2 separate regions of the Mus musculus genome follow, and region 2 is linked to region 1. A link is a contact called in public HiChIP or PLAC-seq data. All regions are on one chromosome and are shown on one strand. Each heading gives the region's core, a stretch centred on a gene start, on an enhancer-like site or on the middle of the called end of the contact. The rest is flanking DNA. Distances are from core to core; before and after follow the strand shown. Region 1 holds the start of Lin28a (lin-28 homolog A (C. elegans)). Region 2 holds the start of Sfn (stratifin).

Region 1 (7,582 bases), core at 2,738-5,237:
GGGAATGACAGTAAGGCAGGTAAAGGTGGAAGGTGAGCCAAGTGGATGTTGGGAATATGGTGCCTGTTGTCTTGGCAACCAGTCTGCAGGTTGGGCTGTCACCTATGTAATGTCATAGGTTTGGGAGGTCCTGATACCACCTGTGATCTGAGCACTGGGTCTATGCAGGTACAGCATCACCGCCCAACATGTGGTATCAAAGAGCCTGCCTTAAAAAACAAAAACTTGATGTTCTGAGGAGCTGCTGAAAACCACTACAACTTTATTTCCTAATTTCTACAAATCTTGGTGGTTTAGATTTTGAACCACAGGAAACCAGAATTAAACCCAAACTTATAAGTGGTCAGGGACTTCTAACAATTTTGACAAATATCTTCCCAACTAGAAGTGATTCTGCCTCCCAAGGGACATTTGGCAAGATAGGGAGACATTTTGGTTCTCACAACTAATTAACTCCAGATTTCAAGATCTAAAGACCTTTGGCCAAATAAAATGGGTGTTAAGAGAAACCTGTGTCATAGCCCCCCTACCCTCAGCCTACACCTTACTGGGCACAGAATAAAGTATATACAAGTCAGGCTCTGGTGACACCAAAGAAAAGGGGTGTCACCCAACTACCGGTCAACTTGCCTATATATACAATTACTTGCAGGCCTGACTACACTACAGTGTAAGGTGCTGTCTCAAAAAAAAAAAAAAAAAAAATTTGAGCACAAGGACAGTGGTTAACAGGATGTTGGGAACCGTATTACCTCAATCTGGAAAGGTCTTCTTTTGATTCCCCCACCTTTCCCTGGCAAGGCAAATATCATCTTGAGACAATCTTCCCCTCCCCCACCATGCACTCCTACCCCATCCCCAGGGTCTGGCAGCTGAGGAAGTTCCCCTAAAGATTTCTTTACCCTCCCTACACTCCCCTTCCAAAGTAAACAAGTTCTAGAGATTAACCTGCATCTTCGACATTCCTCAGGAAGAGATACCTCAGCTCAACGACCAAACTTACTGTTGGGAGTGTGGACCAAGCAGGTGGTGGTAAAACAGCAGTTAAAAGTGTGTGGAGAGGTTTTCAAATATGGGCGCCAGCCAGGAACCTTCGCATGGGCCTTTAATCCCAAAATCCAGAAGGCAGAGGTAGGCAGCTCTCTTGAGTTAAAAGGCCAGCCTGGGTGACAGGGCAATTCCAAGCCAGCCACAGTTACACAGTGAGACACCTCCACCACCACCAGCCTCGTCTCAAAAACAAAACAAAACAAAAACAAAAAAACCCCAAAGAAACCAAAGTCAAAGCCCACGAACGAACGCAGGCAGGTCTCCAAGCCAGTCTGTACTGAAGGCTGCCTCCTGAGATGTCCTATAGCTTCCCAGTTGGTATGGCTCCTAAGTGAGGAGGCACAGCGTCTCCATTTGTCCCAACAGCAATGAACCTCAGATCAGAAGGTACCTATTCTCCCGGGCACCTCCCTACTTAGCCTTTGCAAGGAGTCAGGAAAGTGCTCAAGCCACCTTTACACCCCAGCCTCCAAAAATTGAAGAAGTTCCCCAAACCATCTCGAGCCCAGGAAATTTTCATCTCTGGGATCAGATAAATGGCCGAATCGGGGAGGCTTGCCCCCCGCTGAGGAGGGCCATTCAGTGCGGGTTCCTGCAATAAAGTGATTTAATAGATCTAAAGAGGCCAATTCCCTTCTGCCTCACAATTACTTCCTGTGGGTTATCATTCACATATGCAAATGAGATGGGGGGCACAAAGCCACCATCCAGAAACCAGCAGTCTGGTGATGGTGATGGGGGGGGGCGGTGCAGAAAAGTTAAAGGTACTGTTCCAGGTCCCTTAAAAAAGAAACAAAACACATATTCCAGAAGCCTAGTGACCCTAGGACACCAACAGCAAAGAGCTGGTCCTCAAATTCCATCAACCCAAATCTACTTAGTTTCCACTCCCCAACCTCTGACTGGAGGGCAGGGTTCAGCCTTCCCAGCAGCCCCCAACCAGTCCACCCAGCATCTCCTTCCCCACCCCTCCCCCTCAAGAACGCCATCCCTCAGGCTCCAACCCTTAATCCCCACATCCTCCTTTCCCCTCCCCCACAGCTCCTAAAGCTAACCTCCCTGAAGTAACCCCTCCCTGCCCGGCCCGGGTGTCAAGCTCGCAGGCCAGGGATTAGCAATTTTCTTCTTTCCTGGCCCAGCCTTAACCCACCAAATGTGGAAAAGGGCAGGAGCAGTAACTTCCTTTCCAGCGTGGAATGGTACCACTCCCCCACACACACACCCCGCCCCCGGTAGGATATTAAGAAAGGGAATGGCCGGGAAGAGGGAAACCTGAAGGCTCTACTCTCTTCCTTGTTTAGGGTTAGGAATGTTAGGGACAGCAATCAATGGCTGTCTGGGGCCATAAATGCCAAGCTGAGGAGAATAGGGCCAGAGGCCAGTCTTCCTCTACCGCCTGCCCCCTCGACACTGAATTTCACTCCCTACTGTGTAGCCCTTCTTTAACTGCGAACTTGGGATTGCCACGGCCAAGGAATGAAGGCCTGGGATCTTAAGGTCTTCCTTCCTGGCAGAACCGGGTGGACAGCTAGAGGTGCCTGCCAGCCCTGATCTGTAGCCAGACCTCTAGGGGAGCTTTTCAGCTCACACGTTGATCCTTCCGGGACCTGCCAAACCTACACTGGCTACAGGACCTGGCTTTGGGTGGCCACCTGACTTGAGGTCTGCATTGAAACGGGAAGAACCTGACGTCGCAGGTTCACGCCCGTAGGTTGGGTAGCAAATGGCTCACACTCTCTCCTCCCTATGAATTAGACTCAGACCTTTAGAACTCAGGGCGCTAACGCCCGGCTCAGGCCCTGCATGTGCTTCCCTGGTCGGCCTGCTGGCCCTCCCCCACCGGCAAGCACAATACAACCTTAGTTTCTGCCACATGGGGTCACCTCCCTGCCCCCTGCTCCCTTCCCAGGGGAAAGAGGTAATAGACACGTGGTAAGCCGGAGGGGTTCCCGGAAGGGGGCGGGGAGGGGGTGCTGGTAGTCAGCAGTGCCTCCTCGCACAACTGCAGTTACTACAAACTCAAAACTGGGGTGTCCCGAAAAATATGGGGACGCACAATGAGGGGTATTTATCTCCTCCAATCCGACAGGAGGGGCCACCAGCCAAGGCCGTACCTCGGAACTCCCAGCCTTTTTCTTTTTTTTCCCCTAGCAAAGTTCCAGAATGAGTCTCACCTGGTGCACAAAGACGTCCACCGGGGGGTCGAGCGCGACCCCAGCGCGGGCGGTCATAGACAGGAAGCCGAACCCCATGCGCACGTTGAACCACTTACAGATGCCGGCCCCGTGCAGCAGCTGCGGCTCGTCTGCCGCTCGGGCCGCGTCAGGCGGCGCCTCCTCTGGCGCCTTCTCCGCTGCCTTGGCGCAGCCACCTGGAGATAGGGAGGGCCAGGTGATCAGCTGGGGGCCAAGGGATCGCAGGCCCTCTCAGGGACCCGTCTGGGAGATCTCGGTGGTCAGCCCGCGGATAGACACCCAGGAGGAGGCAGCTACCAAGCAGCTGGTAAGAAGAAACCTGTCCTGGCTGCCTCCCCAAGCTTACACAGAGGATGCTGACGCCCCAAAAGTTTTGCTTGTCTTCCCACAACAAGTTGCCCGTGCACACGCGGAGGGACAGGCCCCTCCTCTTCTCTCCCTCCGCCCCCACGGGCTCGGTGTACAAGCCACTGGAACACCAGGGTTCCCTAGTCCAGAGATGGCCCCCAGAAGCAGGAGGCCATAGGGACTTGGGGGTCCCGCGGACAAGTCCGTGGGACACTTTCCCACCTCCCTTCTATTTAGACATTGGGCTCCCTGCACCCTAAGGTGTGCCCGCTGAATCGCAAGCTCGAACCTGCAAACTGCTGGTTGGACACCGAGCCCATGGTCGTCTGCTGAGCCCGTGGCCCCGGGCCCCAGGTCGGGCGGCTGCTGGCCCCAGAGAAGTCCGGAGGCAAAGGGGTGGTTCGGAGAAGAGGCTGCTACATCTTCCCCCGCACAATAGCGGTGGGAGGGCCCACGGCTTTTCAAAGGCTCCCAAATTCTAAAAGACAATGACCCAACCCCCCGCGGGCAGCCCCCTCCCCTCCCCTCTCTCCTTACCCCTCCCTTTCCCTCTGGCTCTGGCTTCGGCCCTCCCCCACTGCTCTGGTCTCTGACACCTCTGGGGTGTCCCTTCCCAGAACCTTGAGATTTGACACCCCCTCCACATACACACATCTGGAGATGGGGATCTTTTGCACTGGAAGTCTTCAGTACCCCAGAATTTGGGATCCTGCACTTTGAGGACTCAATGCGGGCATCCAAAGCGGACACAGGTGGGGGGGAACGGGGGGGGGGTAGTTTTATAACCACGTGACCACACACACACACACACACACACACACACACACACACACACACACACACACACACCACCCCCACCCCCCGGGCAGATAATTATACATTCCAGAGAGTTGGGGGAGGGAGGTGTGAGCCTGGTGGCGCTGTCCAATCAGAAACACAAACCACCTGTCAAGGGAGAAATGGATGAGCCCTCCCCCTCCCCCAGCCCCTCAGCGCCCCTCCCCCTCTTTCCCCTCAGGCCTCAGAGCTGACCCGGCTGCTTGGCGCTGACCTGCTCTCACCCCCCACCTCCGTGTGCTTAGATAGACCTGGAGTTCTGGACATTAGGAAGCCGGGATAGGGGTGCAAGGAAGCGGCTGGAGACCCCACCGAGCTGATCTGTCTTAACCTAGGTGCTGCCTCTCAAACTCGGCCTGTCTCTGGGTGCTACTGGATGCCTCAATCTCCAAATTTCAACAACAGTTTCTCTGGGTTTGTCCCAGTGAGAAACAAGCTCCTAGTTGATTCTGTGCAAAGAGTCCTTCGCTCCCTCCTAAGCCTACACCTAAAGTTGCTTCCAGGTACAGCTCCCTGAGAGAGCATGTGGAAACCTCGAAGAATGCCCTCTGTGGTAGCTGTGTTCTCATCGGGCCCCTGCCTGCCGCGTCCCGTCCTGTCCCATCCGTTGGTGGAAGAGAATAGATTGGTGGGTGGAGGCACTTCCTCCAAGACCCGGGACACTCTAATTCCCAGACCCTCCTGTTCTCAGTCACCATCCTAAATTGAGCTACCCTTCGGGTAGTATGACTGGTGAAAAGACTGGATAGAGAGAGGCTTCTCATTTAAAGAGGTAAACTCCCTACTAGAAGATAAAGAGGGTGGACCAGAGGGGTGGCCACTGCCCTGGTCAGAGATGGACAATGGCCCGGGGCTCAGTGCACGGCCCTGGCCCTGCCCCTTCACTTCCGGTGCTCAGTTCAAACTGGACAATGCCAGCTCCGGTCAGTTCCCCTCCCCCACAGCTACAACCCATTTAAAGGGACAGAGCCTGCTTTCAGGGGCATCAGCTTATCCTGAATTCAGTCTTCTCCACAAGTGTGTAGAATCTCTTGTGGTTCACACGCTGCAGTTGTGCATACATACATACATGCACGCTCATAAGCAAGTGCGTATCTAAGACAGAAAAAAGATGATGGTGTAGAGAAATGGACGATGGAATAGGAGATGACTGTGAGGAATACTGTTGTTCTCTTTTCTACGAATGTTTGCATGCGCATAAAAAGTATGAGATAGGACTTTGAGGGATGAAAAAGACTATGGCAAGCCTTGTGCTACTAAGCTGTAATTTTTAAGTATCATTAAGAGTGTCCTATTCCCAGCTAGGGACTGTTAGATCTTTTTGGAGTTGTCCGAGTGTATCAACCAAAGTCATTTTATTTATACAACCCGCTCCCGTTAACAATATCTGTTCCTTATACAGTTGCTCTTGAGGTTCATACGTTGGTGGTTGAGGTCTTCTGAAGGGAAGAAGAAAGACGAGGTGAACGTCCAGGCTTCTCTTGGTCAGCCTCCAACAAGGTTGGGTTTCCCCCGCAGGCATGCAGGCATGATCACTTGCTCTGTCCAGGGTGCTGAGAGCGCCCGTAGCTCTGTCCCTGGTGCTGAAACATCAATACTTTCCTGCTTTGCATCTTTCCTGCGTTCTTAGGTCCAAGTTCTTAAAAAAAAAAAAAAAAAAAAAAAAAGCCTGATTCTCCTCCGAAGTCTCCTGACACACATGAGACAAATAGACATTTTATTATTGCTTTTGATTAAGACAAGGCGTTGCTTCATGGCACATGCTGGCCTTAATCGCACTGTAGTCTTCTGCCTCTGCCTCCTTGGAACTGAAATTACAGGTGCCTATTACATTGCTTGCCTTAATCTTTCTCTTTTTTTTTAAATTAAATTAAATTTGTATTAATTTGTATGTGGTTTTGTATGTCATATGTGTACAGCTGCCCCCAGAAGCTGGATCCCCTGTAACTGAAGTGTTGTAAGGTTGTAAGCCATCAAATTGGGGTTCTGGGAACCAAACTTAAATCCTCGGACAACAGTCAGTGTTCTTAACCACTCAGCCATCTCTCTAGCTCTGAATATTTCTTGAATACTAAGGAAGACATTTCTTGGAGTAAATGATTCTACCAGAACATTTAAGGCATTGCAGGCCCAGTTTCAGGGGGGGAAAACAAGTTTTGGTCGTGAAGAAAGATAATATCTTTGAATACAAGAAGACCAGAGTAGAAGAGAAAGTAATGTATATACTAATAATTTAAAATTAGTTCCATTATTGAAGAGTACTTTTTTTTGTTGGAGTTTTGAAGCAGGGCCCCATGTAGCCTAGGCTGACTTCAGATTGGCTATATAGCCAAGAATAACTACGAAGTCCTAATTCTCTGCCTCCATCTCTCGAGTGCTGAGATTTAGCATGCGCACCAACTTTGCACTTTCATAAGAGAAAGATTCAGCCACATTGCCTGTGTTTCTTACAGCTCTGTGATTGGGGGCAGCACCATGAAGCATTATGTGACTCAGGGTCCTCCCCTGTCCATGGAGACCATGAGAATACTTAGTGCTCAGAGCTCTTGTGAGAAGGAAGGATGGGGACTAGGTGGTCCATGGAGACCTTTTCAGAATACTGCCTGGCATGGAGCTTTTAACCACAACAGGCATTGCTATTCAATGGAATGGGGATGCAGCTCGGTTGGGTAGAGTGTATACTGAGCACACACAAGACCTCTTGAGCCAAGGCCTGGGCTTAATACACCGGACCTCATAAAACTGGGTGTGGGCACTGGAGAGATGGCTCAGCAGATAAGAGAACTGGCAGTTCTTGCAGAGAACTGGAGTTCAATTTTTAGCAACCACATGGTGATTCACAACCATCTGAAACTCCAGTCCCGGGGCATCCAACAGCCTCTTCTCACATCTGCTAGCACCTTAAATTTGTATTAATTTGTATTAATTAATGTGTGTAAAGGCACACATGTGCATGTAGGCAAAACACCCATACATGTAAAATAAATAAACAAAATTTAAAATCCTAACTCTGATAGACCACGCTCACAACTATGTATTTCTTATAAAGCAGTTACAATATTATCTTATATCACAGGAATGTTACAGCTATGATGTGATACATTTGTAATGCTAGAAAGTACAATTTAAACTTTCACGTTTTAGCTGGGCAG
Region 2 (7,762 bases), core at 698-3,197, 420 kb before region 1:
CACTTGTGAAGCGTGTCTCTTAAGGCCACTGTGCCCAAACTTCCCTGACTTCGCGGCTTTCCCGCCTACAGCCCCCACTCTCCTCTGCTCTCCTGACCTGCCTCTGTGCTCACCTGGCCTGAGCCGAAGCGCTGCGGGGACTTCCTGGTGGCCTCTCACCTGAAGTCACCCTACCCAAAATTTCCAGGTCACCGACACCGACCCAAAGGCTCGTCTCACTTCCAGGTCACCCAGACAGCCCCAAGGGACAGACCTAGCTCAGAGTTTCAGAGTCCGGTTCTCTTAACTCATTTCTAATTCTACTCTCAACCCATGGCCAATAACTGAAGAAGACCGAGTGTCACAGGGCAACTTTATTGAGTGGTAGCATGGTCACACCCAGCAAACGTGTTCCCTCTCATTCACTCTCTCTCTCTCTCTCACACACACACACACAGAGTTTCCCTCTCTCTCACACACACAGCCCTTGCCACAGTCCAGTTCTCAGCCACAGGGTGGGGAGCCTCCTGGATTATTCGGATCCAGAAGCAACAGGTGCCCGAGGGAGGCTCAGGGGGAGGAAGTGGGGAGGGGGTGCAGAGAGCAGGGGTGGGATGGGTTGGGAACACCCACCAGACAGCTACACGAAGAGTGAGATTCCCTGCCCTGGTGGCTTCAGCTTGGCTGCGCCCCCTTCAAAGGAGCCTTCCAAGGTGTGGCTGAACATTCAGGGTTTGGGAAGGGCAGAGTCCCACTCCGTTTTAGTCCTCTCTGCAGGCTGGGGACTGGAGGGCAAGGCGAGCCGGGGTGGTTGTCGGCTGCTTCAGCTCTGGGGCTCCTCCGGAGCCTCACCACCCTCTTCCCCAGCACTGTCGGCTGTCCACAGCGTCAGGTTGTCTCTCAGGAGCTGCATGATGAGGGTGCTGTCCTTGTAGGAGTCCTCACTGAGGGTGTGCAGGTCGGCCATGGCCTCGTCGAAGGTGGTCTTGGCCAGCGAGATGGCCTCCTCGGGGCTGTTGGCTATCTCGTAGTGGAAGACTGAAAAGTTCAGGGCCAGGCCCAGGCGGATGGGGTTGGTAGGCGGCATCTCCTTCTTGCTGATGTCCATGGCCTCCTGGTAGGCTGACCGGGCAGAATCGATGATGCGCTTCTTGTCATCGCCAGTGGCCACCTCGGCTAGGTAGCGGTAGTAGTCACCCTTCATCTTCAGGTAGAAGACGCGGCTCTCTGCATCTCCAGCCCCTTTGATGAGGTGCGAGTCCAGCAGGCCGAGTACGGTGTCGCACACACCTCTGAGCTCGGTCTCTACCTTCTCCCGGTACTCTTTCACCTCGGGGCCCTTCTCTTCTGACCCCTCCTCGTTGCTCTTCTGCTCGATGCTGGACAGGACCCTCCAGGCCGCTCTCTGGCCGCCCACCACGTTCTTGTAAGCTACGGAAAGCAGGTTTCGCTCCTCGCAGGAGAGCTCCTCGCCCTTTTCCACGGCGCTCTTCATGAAAGCTGCCATGTCTTCATACCGTTCGGCCTGTTCAGCCAACTTGGCCTTCTGGATCAGACTGGCTCTCTCCATGACTGCGAGGATGGACAGACAGACGGGCGAACTGGCTGTCTCGAGAGTAACGCTGGGTTCTGCGGCTCCCTTGCTCTGGCTCTGCCTTTTGGCTGGGGTGGCATGGCCCTGAGAAGAGTTGGGCGTGGTCTGAGCGGGCCTGGGCCCTGCCTCCTCCTAGTCTTCGCCACACCCTTTCCGGCTCTACCTTTAAGGTAAAAGGGCTGGGACGGGAGGGGGCTGTGAGTCACCAGGACAGTCAGCAGGAGAAACCTGGCCGCAGGTCCCACCTGCAAAGGCACCTTTCGGCTCCAGACTGCCCCCTGCAGTTCAGGGCTGGCTGCATTGCAGGAGCGTCTTGGATTACCAAATCAGATTGTCTTTCAGGGTGATCTTCCAGGCTTCAGCCACCGAGCTGCTTTAGCCCAGGCAGAGCCCAGGGAGCTGGGACAGTTCAGGTGAGAACTCATGTATAGGTAGGGCTGTACAGTTTCCCCCAAACTTGCGCATCCATGATCTGATGCAACTACCCCCAACCCCCGAATTGGCTCTGTAGGACTGTAGAGGTAGAACTATCAAGTCTCAGGGGTGAACCAAACCAGTTTGAGGTCACAAGCTGCCAGCTCCCTTAAACCCCTCCCCCTCCGTGTCCCCTCTTCCTCTTGGCTCTCTTTGGGGGCCATTAGCTGAGCCGGCCTGAAGATAGCTCCATCCCTTGGTCCTTGTTCTCCCTCAAGATGCCCTATGAACACCCCAGATGCGCAGGTGGCATCTCAGGGTGCCACTTAATGAAGTGTTTAACGAGCGGCCTCTGACGCTCCAGCCCAGCCTTTGTAATTAGTCACCCAATATGTTTGTTGGACACCTTCCCCCTTACAGCACAATTTTCCCTTTCAAGTTGGTGGCCTGTTGACACTTGTCTGAGACTTTACTCTCTGGTTCTCCACATCGGGTCACCCGTCCCTTCCAAGCTGCCTGTCGTCATGTATCGGCAGGGTTCCCAGAGGGTGGGGGCCTAACTCTTTGACTGTCCCACTCCCCTGCCTGACTCAGATTACCTCTGTCAGAGGCTGGGAAGCAGGCCACCTGGGTGCTCAGTCCAGTTTGGTCCCCCAGGGGGGACGCTATCAACCTGGGGAGGAAGACAGGGCTGAGGGAAAGGAGCTGGGAATGGCACATTCCATTTTGTTTTATGGCGCAGTGTGTGATTCCAGCCCAGTATGATCCCTCACTTGGCTCCCAGAGGTTCTCAAGTCCCTTCAAGACTCTGCCTCTGACCCCTGAGAGAAGTCTCCTTGGAGATGGAGATCACTTTGTTCCCAATCTTCCATCCCTGATTGGTTGGGCCCTATTTTCAAGGCCCATGATAAGAATGGGCACTGAGGGTGTGTTCCTGCTTATGTGCCCCACCACATTCTTCAAGTTTAGATGGGACTCCGTGGTTCCTTCTAAAGAAGTTTCTTCCTAGGACCCAGCCAGTCTAACCCTTGAAGCAGGACTATTGCACAACCTTGCCTGTCTCCTCACAGTGTCTGAGCACTCGCCTTGCCTCCGGGAGAGGTGTTGTAGGCCAGAACCCTGAACAGGCTGGAATGTGCTTGGGCCACGGAGTAGGGGCTCTTGAGAGACTTCAGGGTCCTGGCTAATTTTACAGGTTCTCCCAGGAAGCAGATGGGATTTCTGTCCTGAGATCTTGCGTGCTTTGCCTAACTCATGGCACAGGCACAGAACTACAGTAAAACATCAAGTTAGGGAAGACCACGGTAGTGTACGGCTAGAGTCTGAGCATTTAAACTCACACAGGGGACATGCCAGTTGGTGACTGGCTTTGCCACAAGGGAAACATGTTACCCCCACCCTGGGGAAAAGCAGAGGCTGGGAGTGTGTCTTGGTTGGTAGAGTCCCTGCTAGTGTGTATGGAGTTTGCTCCCCAGTCCTGTATAGACAGGTGCACATCTGTAATCCTAACACTTAACAGGCAGAAGCAAGTATCTCTCTGAGTTCTAGCCCAGTCTGGTCTATATATGGACTGCCACCATGTTTGCTTTAGCAGCGGTGCCGGGGTTATACCCAGGGTTTCCAAGAACTCTACCGACTGAATATATCCTCAGCAACCCCCTCCCTGTTTTGGGGTTTGAGCTGGGTTCTATGGGATGAGGAAAGATCCTAAACTCTCCGCACCCCGTGGCCCAGCCGGGTGTCCACAGAAGAGTCGGGGTCCTCAGTCCAAACTCTTTCCTCTCCAGACTGACAAACTGTTTGGCACAGTAAGCATTGTCTCCTCCCTTTCCGTTGGGAGAATTCTCCTCAGCCTTGAAGGGCCTTCCTTGGCTCTCAGCCTGGCCTGGGCTTCCCCAAGTCCTGGGGGCAACTTGGAAACCCCAGGACACTAGGAGTCTGGACGGTGGGGCTTGGCAAACTTGAAACTTCTTCTAAGCCTACGAAGGGCGTGTTCTCCTCGTGCCTCTTAAGCCAGGAAGCTGGTGGGGGTTTACAGCTGCAGCTCAGTTCTAGACCCTCTTCCTCCTCCACCGAAGCCAGGCCTTGACACCCCTGCCAGCTCCGGCCTGCATATCCTGACTCAGTTCCTGCTTCAGTTGCCTCCCTTTGCCTCCAGGCTTCTACTTCCCAAGTCCAGAAGCCCAGGCAGGCAGGAGGCAGCAGGCCCTGGCAAAGCATGGGACTCCAAAGCAGCTGCCTGAGTCAGCAGGACAGGAGACAAGGTCCAGTGTGTGTGTGTGTCTGTGTGTCTCTGTTGTGTGTCTGTGCGGTGTTCTTCATCCTTTCTGGAGCATCCGATCTCAGCAAGAGGGATTCTTATTAAGAGTTAGAAAGAGGCCGGGTGTGGTGGTGCACGCCTTTAATCCCAGCACTCGGGAGGCAGAGGCAGGCGGATTTCTGAGTTCGAGGCCAGCCTGGTCTACAGAGTGAGTTCCAGGACAGCCAGGGCGACACAGAGAAACCCTGTCTTGAAAAACAAAAAACAAACAAAAAAAAAAAAAAAAAAAAAGAGTTAGAAAGAATAGACCACAACTGGCAAAACCTTTTCTTTTCTAGTAACTTCCTAGGTCATTTCTGCCTTTGGGAGGATCAAATTCAACAGTCTGACCAGAGGGGTTTGTGGTTGGTTGTGAGCTGAGTCCTGTTACGAGGCTCAGAGCTGTGCATCCATTGCCTTTGGGAAGGGACAGCAGAGGACGCCTAAGTGATTCAGCTGTTTGCCTTTTTCTTCCAAGGCAATGCTGTTCGAAGTAGCCCCCTCTGCTGTGACCGTCTAGGGTACCAGACAGGGTGGAATTTATGGAAACAGAGCAGAATGAGGTCAGCACGCAGAGCTGCATTCCAGCTGACTTATAGAGGCCTTGGGCAGGTCCCTTCCTGCCCCTGGGCTTTGGTCTCCCCACTGGTAACAGGAGATTGGCAGCCCCCTCCTGGGATTGGCATTCTCCAAGTCCCCACCCTCCCATGCTGGGGTACAAGGCGGTTGTTCTTATACACTCACAGCAGGCCCCACCCAGCACCCCAAAGGAAAGTGGCTCAAACACTCCAGGCAATGGCAAGATGAAGGGGGGAGGTCTTTATTTCTTTTACAAAAGGGAGTGGGCAGCAGGTGAGCAGACGCTATGCTGGACGAAGCTGATCTCCCCAGGTCTGACCCTGCTCCCTTTGGGTCCTTGGAAGAACATGGAGCTGTCTAGCCCTTGCTGCCTGGGGCCAAGGATACAGGCTCACACTCCACATCCTACTGGGGGGATGGGGGCGTGGGAACAGCGTCAAGCCCGTTGTGCTTAGAGCAGTTGCCAAACTTGTTCAGCAGCGTCATCAACACCCAGATAGCTCCTGAAGGAACCTGCTAGGCTGGCCTATGGCTCTGCTGACTGGTGGCAGGCTGCGAGGCGAGATTCCTAAAGAGACTCCACACTTCACAAATCTGGGGAAGGGGCACGAGGGGAGGAGGGGAGGGCAAGGTTCAGCAGTGTTACAGTACTGTGCTGAGGCTGCGGTATGGCTTTCTACACTCTGGCCAGCAAGGAGTTGGGGTTCCTGGACTAGAGCCCAGCGCCTGCCCACTGTTGGTGGGGAGGCTCTAGAGAGCACACACGTAGGACAGGCTGGGGGACGGGACGGACCCTGTAGGCACAGATGGTGGCAGATGGGCCACAGGTTAGGCAGGTGGAGGTGCCGGGTGCCTGGCTCCCCCCAGGCCACTCCTGAAGAGGCAGAGAGTGGCGGTCCTCAGGAGCTCCTTAAGCCCCCGCACAGACTGGATGATCGCGGCAGGATGGCAAAGGAGGAGAAGAGAGAGGGTTAGCAAATAGGTGGAAATGAGTAGCCTATAGGGCCCCGTGAGTAGGTCAAGTTCTACCACGGTACCTGCCTCTCTCCCAGAAAAGGGCCAAAGCTCAGGCAGCAGACAACAGGCAGGTGAGAGCGTGGCAGGGATGCGAAGCGGGATGTTAGTGGCCCGACTGAGGGCCCCTCAGAGCAGGTGGGCCACTCTTCCCCGCCTCACCCCTTCTTTTAGAAAGGACATGGGTTCTAAGGAAGCCTAGGCCAAGGGGGAGGTGGGACAAGACTAAGAGCCTTCTGTTTGGGGCAGAGGAGCCCTGGGAACTGCCATTGCCAGCACACACGCCACACCACACACCGGACAGATGGATGGACTCCATGGGGTTGGTGAGGCATGCGATGACGGTGGGATGGTGAGGGGGTAAGGAGCGGGCACTGCTGGCTGACACGTGACGTGGTCTTACCAGCTAACCCTCTGCAAAGAGGCCTGTTAGCTCCCCTCAGGCTGTGCAGGAGATGGCAAAGTCCTGACAAGTGTCCTCCTGGAGGAGATACCAGAGAGGTGGGCCCATGTTATGATCTGTCTGTCTGTCCTGGCTGCCTAGGAGGTTGAGTGGGGGACTAGGAACAAGGAGCTCCCACTGGGACCTACTGTCTCAAACATGCTGAGCAATCAACCACTGGGGATCAGGGTGGAAAGTTAGCAGGAAAGAACTCAGGAGGCACCAAGTCCTGGAGGCACAAAAGGGAGACAAGATGAAGGCAGACAGGTGGTGTAGCCACAGCCCCCTCGACTCCTCAGAGTTCCCACCAATCACTGGGCTGCCCGCCTGCCTGCCTGCTCTCTAACTCCCAGGAAAAGACCCGAGACTGTCTGAAAGAACCGAAGAAGGCTAAGCTGCAAGCCAGGGTTTCGGCAAAATAAAAGCAAACAAAAACTAAAGCAAAGCAAATCAGCTCTTAAAACAGAAGCTTTATTACAAACGGGAACAAAGATACTGGCTCGAACGAAAGGCGGGTCAGGGAGCCCTCCAGCCCCTTCCTATCTACCTCCCAGGGCCACTCGGGGTGGCCTGGGGCTCTGAAGCCATCTCCCAGTGGCCCCTGGCACCCACCACTTCCCAGCTTTGTCTGGGACCCACTGGGCTCTGGAACAAGGAGAGGACTCAGTAGTGACTTTCTATGTTATGATCCAAGGACTTCAGCCCACCTGAAGGGCCGAGGAGAACGAGACTATTTTGATTAGAAACTACAGCTCCCAGCAGCAGGAGGCTGCACTATAAGGTTCTGGACAACCCACACGGGCCTCCGGGTCCACTCTGCCCCTGCCTCCGGTCCTGATTAGCAGAAACTCGGTGTCCTCGTCCCTAGCACTGAGGCCTACACTCAAAGCAGAACACCTGGGAGGGGGTGTGGCTTGCAGACTGGCAGCCGCTCCCTGAGCCACCACCCCACCCACCACACCTAACCTCAGCCTGTCGGGGCAGGTCACAGCTGGGAGCCTAACCTGGGGGCTGGGTGGTGGCGTCTAAAGGGCCGGAGCGGGTGGTCTCTCTCCTGTGACTAACACAGCCTCCCACCCAGTCCCCCATACCTCAGGCTGCTTCTGAACCCAGGGCAATGGGGAAAGGGAACAGTCCAGGGGAGGACATGGGAGTCAGCTGTATCTGTACACCGCATGCATGGACACACATGTGCGCATACACACAACCCCTCACGGCTACATCTGCTGTAATAAATGTATTAAACTACCTAACCTTCTGAAAACCCTTGACTTGGCACTACACGGATAGTAACACATTAACTCCTATTTTTAAAAGGCTATGTAAAAAAGAAGACTATAAAATTGTGCAAAATACCCAGCATTAATAAACCCGTTTCAAGTATTACCAGCATGAGCTAACCCACCCACCTCTAGCCCTGACCTGGAAGAGGGGCTGGGGG

What was found. HiChIP or PLAC-seq counts read pairs in DNA pulled down with a chosen protein or histone mark.
Region 2: a contact with region 1 is called in an H3K4me3 HiChIP or PLAC-seq map of embryonic stem cells, with 11 read pairs. The contact joins the promoter of Sfn here to the promoter of Lin28a in region 1. A contact is called at or near these places in 2 of 39 promoter capture datasets (hippocampal neurons and liver), 1 of 484 Hi-C or Micro-C datasets (embryonic stem cells), 3 of 115 datasets of contacts at active chromatin or transcription factors (astrocytes, embryonic stem cells and pancreatic cancer cells) and 2 of 9 other capture datasets (macrophages and pancreatic islet).

What each region holds. Positions count from the first base shown.
Region 1 is chr4:134,014,829-134,022,410 of GRCm38.p6, forward strand. It overlaps Lin28a (lin-28 homolog A (C. elegans)), which reads right to left and starts at 3,988. Exons shown (of 4, transcript NM_145833.1): 1 at 3,883-3,988; 2 at 3,225-3,421. The coding sequence starts at 3,913.
Region 2 is chr4:133,600,221-133,607,982 of GRCm38.p6, forward strand. Sfn (stratifin) reads right to left here and starts at 1,948. Exons shown (of 1, transcript NM_018754.2): 1 at 336-1,948. The coding sequence starts at 1,549. The coding sequence ends at 803. Zdhhc18 (zinc finger, DHHC domain containing 18) reads right to left here. Exons shown (of 8, transcript NM_001017968.2): 8 at 6,772-7,762.